Linked DNA regions of Pelodiscus sinensis: region 2 is linked to region 1. Evidence: chromatin contacts called from public Hi-C data. All regions are on one chromosome and are shown on one strand. The core of a region is the stretch at or near the end of the contact, and the rest is flanking DNA. Distances in the headings are between cores, read along the strand shown.

Evidence for each region. A called contact is a pair of places that touch in the nucleus more often than the background predicts.
Region 2: a contact with region 1 is called in a Hi-C map of blood, with 10 times the contacts expected there. The contact joins the promoter of LOC142830619 here to the promoter of RGSL1 in region 1. A contact is called at or near these places in 4 of 5 Hi-C or Micro-C datasets (blood, liver and an unstated tissue).

What each region holds. Positions count from the first base shown.
Region 1 is chr9:58,003,959-58,006,850 of ASM4963464v1, reverse strand. RGSL1 (regulator of G protein signaling like 1) reads left to right here and starts at 1,367. Exons shown (of 23, transcript XM_075936793.1): 1 at 1,367-1,413. The coding sequence starts at 1,398.
Region 2 is chr9:58,177,460-58,180,351 of ASM4963464v1, reverse strand. It overlaps LOC142830619, which reads right to left and starts at 1,427. Exons shown (of 2, transcript XM_075936804.1): 1 at 1,247-1,427; 2 at 1-413. The coding sequence starts at 385.

The DNA of each region.
Region 1 (2,892 bases), core at 118-2,617:
TCTAGACTACATGCCTCCTTCGACGGAGGCATGTAGATTAGCCAGATCGGAAGAGGGAAATGAAGCCGCGATTAAAATAATCGCGGCTTCATTTAAATTTAAATGGCTGCCCCGATCTGCCGATCAGCTGTTTGTCGGCAGATCGGGGGAGTCTGGACGCGATGCCCCGACAAAGAAGCCTTTCTTCATCGACACAGGTAAGCCTCGTGAAACCAGGTTTACCTGTGTCGATGAAGAAAGGCTTCTTTGTCGGGGCATCGCGTCCAGACTCCCCCGATCTGCCGACAAACAGCTGATCGGCAGATCGGGGCAGCCATTTAAATTTAAATGAAGCCGCGATTATTTTAATCGCGGCTTCATTTCCCTCTTCCGATCTGGCTAATCTACATGCCTCCGTCGAAGGAGGCATGTAGTCTAGACACACCCTAAGGTGCTACTAGACTATTTGTTGTTTTTCAAGTTTTTCACACGAACATTCTCAGGGTATCCTGGCCTGCATTTTAACATGATGTATAGATTGTCAGCCGGTAAGCATTCTGTTTCACAGCATAGTCCAATTCATTTACCCAAATCCTTGCTGTGCTTCAAAGCTCAGACAAGACACTCTGTAAGTTATAAATAAATTGTATAGGTTTGGTATGCAGGGGAGAGAGAGCCTGCTGCTTTTATGTATGTACTGTATTCACGAGAGGAGAACCTCAGAAAGTTTGGAGGTCCAGGTTGATAAGAAACTACGTTTGGTGGCTTATCTGAGCTTTTGCCAAACTACCAGAAAGGGCCCATAAAACTGGGGCATTTCTGGTAGTTCTTGTTTCCAGCCAAGGGCAGAAATAGCAATAGACCAGATTCATCCTCACTCTAATGCCATAATAGGGTTATGCTCAAGATGAGTGTAGCCCGATGTATTTCTGCACAGGAGTCAGCATTTCTGCAGTGGAATTCACCGTTCTGCAGCTGCCTGGCATTTCCTTTTTCATCTCCCTGTCCTTCTGGGACTTGCCTTCAGCTGCCTCTCCAGATTGACAGTGCATACTCCTTGCATTGTTCTGTTGGCAGCAAGGCATCTTGGAGCACGAGCAGAGGGCCTATGTTGGGTCTACTGACTCTTTCTTACAGGGACTGATGCTTCAGACGGAACATCCCCAGCTTGACTCTGGGGTTAACAAGGCATATTCATAGGGCTTGCAGTTGAAGAAATGACTAGCAGATTTGATCTGGAATCCACGAGGGGATAATGCACATGGATCTCCACGGCGTAGCATGGCACCTCCACCAGTCGGTGCCAGGTGGGTGCAGAACCTTGCAGAGCAGCAATCCCAACGCATCACAAAGGGGCGACTCCCTCTAGAATGGTCTGGATTGGCAGTGACAGCAAAGAGCTCCAGGACAGAGGAAACATGAGCAAAAAGGCTGGTGAGTTAGGCTTGGTTCTGTTCCTGCCTCTGGCACAGATTTGCTGTGTGATCTCGGCTTTTCAGGAGTATCCATTCATTTGGAATGCACAGTTTCTAGGTGCCCTTCTTGCCTTTGTCCCTCACTTCCCAGTCTGTGAAAGAGGGATAATAATACCTCTCTGGGCATGGCTACACTGGGAAACTATTTTGAAATAACTCCAATTAATTTAATAACTCCCAAAGCAACAAAATTGAAATAGCGTGTCCTCACTATGGGGACGAGTCAAAATCAGGCTCTGTTAATGTGGACGCACTACTCGACTTAGAGCTCCAGAATTACTTCAAATTACCCAGGGGAGTCGTTATTTCGAAATAGCAGAACCAGAGTGGACACACTACCGCTATTTTGAAAAAACAATTTCAAAATTAGCGTTATTCCCCGAGGAAAGCAGGAGTGCTGATTTCGAAACAAGCGGTCCGTTATTTCGAAAGAATCGACTTGGTTGTGTGGACGCTCCGCTTATTAATTCGACCTAAGGGGGGTTATTTCGAAATAAAGCCCTAGTGTAGACTAGGGCTCAGAGGCCTGGTCTATATTAGACTGGGCAGGTCGGTGTAAGGTACACAATTCCTGCTATGCAATATGCTCACTTCATGTGCCCTTGCTCTATGTGTGTGTCATTTAGCAATACCAATAGAAAAACCAGAGGCACCTGGCAACCTTGTGTGTGGGCAACAGTAAACAAAATGTCTCACAGGCCACACATAGAACCCCAATGGGCCTCATGAGGCCTCCAGGCTGCCCACCTTGGATATAAACTCAGGTAAATCCTCATTTCTTTGTCTAGCATGGACACGCTTATCACCTTTCCCTTGGCTGTCTTCTTACACATCTTCTAGTAAGATTATGCAGAGGGAACTCAGAACTTCACAAATTAGGGTACAACATGCATTTACAATGATATTAATGACCAGTGTAAGAATGTAAGAACACGAGACTGCCCATACTGGGTCAGACCAATGGTCCATCCAGCCTAATAGCCTATCCTCCAACAGTAGGTGGCGCCAGATGTTTCAGAGGGAATGAACAGAACAGGGCAGTTTATTGAGTGATCCATCCCCAGTTGGCCAGTTACAGCTACGGGAGTCAGAGGGTTGGTTGACACCCAAAACATGGGGCTTCATCCCTGACCATTTTGACTAATAACCATTGATGGATCTATCCTCCATGGTTGTATCTAATTAATTCTTGAACCCAGATATGCTTTTGGCTTTCACATCATCCCCAGGCACCAAGTTTCATGGGCTGACTATGCATTGTGCAAAGAAGTATTTCTTCATATGTTTTAAGCACTGTGTCTATTAATTTCATTGCATGACCCCTGGTTCTGGAAAATAACACTTCCTTATTTATTCCACATTATTCTATGGATGGTTATAGACCTACTATACATTTTCAAATGACACTTTATGAGGCATAGTTTGTACAGACATTTTT
Region 2 (2,892 bases), core at 178-2,677, 170 kb before region 1:
CCGTGTGGATCCGCTGGTGCACTTTGAAGTCTGACTTCCTGGCAAAGCTCTTGCCGCAGTCCCCGCAGATCCAGGTCGGGGCACCAGCCATGGCTATGGGCTTGTGGTCTCCGAGCACTGGAGCCAGCTGGCTCATTTCTGCCACCGCTGCCAGCTCGGTAGGCGCCAAACCAGCAAAGACTCTGCCAAACGCTGCCCCGCCCTGGCTGCGCTCCACCGTCATGCTGTTCTCAACAGGCTGGGTCTGGTCCCTAAAGCCATCCACCCATGGGCGCTCCCCGGGCAGGCTAATCCGGCCCTTTTCCTTCGCCAGCTTAAGGCACAGCTGCACTCCTGCAGGGCTGTCTGCCATGAGTGGTGCCCCGTGAAGCCTCTGTGCACTCATAGTCCATGCCTCCCAGCACCTCCGAGGTCTGAAACCAGAGACACCAGCATGAGACGGGAATCCCCTTTACAACCGACTTGGAACTCTGCATTCCTTCCATGGGTCTCGCCTCCCGCCCCCCTCATAGGCTCTGAGCCCTACCCCCTCCACGGCCAGGAATCCAAGGAGCTGCACCAGCCTGGCCAGGGGAACCAGGATGTGCAGCAACAGAACTTGCCGCTGTGTCTGCGCTGGGAGCACAGTGACGGGCCATCAATACAGACACAGAAGTGGAGAGCCCCAGTGGAGCCGGGGACAGCGGGCTCCACTGGGGCTCTCCACTTCTGTGTCTGTATTGATGGCCCGTCACTGTGCTCCCAGCGCAGACACAGCCCCTGCCCTCCCGGGGCGACCACAACAGGCAAGGAAAACCACCCCACGGGCGGCCCCCTAGCTCAGAGCAGTCACCCACTCTTACTCTCGCCCTTCTGTTGTCTGGTCGGTGCCTGCTACAGCAGGGCAGGACTTTCCCTACAGCCTGTCCAGCACGGACCCCATGTGCCACAGGGCTGCCCAACAGCCTGGAAGCTCAGGACAGAGCCCCCAGGGAAAGCAAGCGGGGCGAGGGGGGGCTCCCTTGGGTTGAGCTGACACAGCCACCAGCCCTGGGGCCGTGGAGCGTGTTGAACGGGAGGGGGACCCAGCCCCGCCGGGAAGGGACTGGGGAGCGTGCAGGGCGGCGGCTGCGCGGAAGGGGGTGCCGGGCTCCCAGCAGGCCAGGATCGGGGCCACGGCCCCCCCAGGCAGCTCGGAGGGGAGGGGCAGCCGGGCGGGGCCCGGGCGGGGCCCTCCCCCTTGTCGCCTTCCCCCGGCCCGGCTCACCTCCCTCCGCCCGCTGCGTCCCCGGAGCCGTGCGCGCCGCAGCCACCGATTCCCCCCCGGTGCGCACAGGGGCCGCCCCTCGCCGAGGACCCCAGCGCACGGCCCCGGCTCACACTCCCACGCCGCGCGGGGTCTGCCCGGCCAGGCTGCCTGCGGGGGCCGGCGCGATTCCGTGCGGAGCCCCCCTGCCCCCCAGCTCCGGGCCGCAGCCTTGAACTCCGGGAGCTCGGCACGGGCCTCGGGCGCCACGAGGCTGCAGCGCCCCCCAAGCAGAGGGGGGCTGCACCACCCAGCCGGGGTGCCAAAAGCAGGGGAGCTGCCCCCGCGGAGCGCCAGGGTGCTGGGTAGCCGGGTACAGCCCGAGTGTGGCATCCTCACTGGCACTGGTCCCCGGGCTAGCTCGGGTCGGGCCACCAGCTGTATCCCAAAATAGTTATTCCGTGTCTATTGAAGCAGCCTTTTCCGACGTCCCGGTAACCCTTGTTCCACAAGGGCCGTGTCCAGACTCAGGGGTTTTTTCGGGAAAAGTAGCCTTTTCCCGAAAAAACTTCCCCTGCGTCCAGACTCAAGCCGCGTTCTTTCGAAATTAAATCGAAAGAACGCGGCTTTTCTTTCGATGGCGGTAAACCTCGTTTCACGAGGAAGAACGCCTTCCTTCGAAAGTTCCTCTTTCGAAGGAAGGCGTTCTTCAATGTAAAGAGGCCGTCTTCGAAAGAGAGCATCCAGACTCACTGGGTGCTCTCTTTCGAAAAAGCGGATTTCCTCTATTGAAAAATCCGCCTGCAGTCTAGACGCGATCTTTCGAAAGATGCTCTTTCGAAAGATGCTTTCGAAAGAGCATCTTTCGAAAGAAGCCTGCAGTCTAGACATAGCCAAGGTTACAGGGCATTTCGGAATAACGAGTTATTTCGAAATTTGGCGCTGTATAGAGCGCTCCAGACTACAAAATAAGTATTTCGAAATACACTTGAAATAAGCTACGCCAGTTGCACTCCGCACATTGCGTAGTTTATTTCTAGCTAAGGGTGCTGTGTAGACACACCCCCAGATGCAGTCAGTCCTCCCATCGCAGTACCCTGCTGGTGTCCATGAGGCCGCAAACTCACCTCATACGTATTGGAAAGGGGGCATATTGCGTTTACACTTGTGGCTGAGTGTCACTCCCATGTTTTGATCTGCCTTTGTTTGTAATTTGGCTTGCTCTCTCCACACCCTATTGACCTCTGAGTTCATGCTGCAGGTCAGAGAGGATGGGATTAATACAGAAATCACTGGTGAAAATTATAGTGACTTGACATTTAAACTGGGATCCCCTGAACCAAATGGGTGGGGGGGAGGGTGAGTTCTGGGAGCAATGTGAGGAACAAACTAATATTCTAGGAAAGGGTTTACATGACTAGTGGGTAGGATAATAAGTGCCGAAGGCTATGTCTACACTGGCACCCTTTTCCGGAAATGCTTAAAACGGAACAGTTTTCCGTTATAAGTATTTCCAGAAAAAGCGCGTCTACATTGGCAGGATGCTTTTCTGGAAAAGCACTTTTTCCAGAAAAGCGTCCGTGGCCAATGTAGACGCGCTTTTCCGGAAAAAAGCCCCGATCATCATTTTCGCGATCGGGGCTTTTTTGTGGAAAAGACTACTGTGC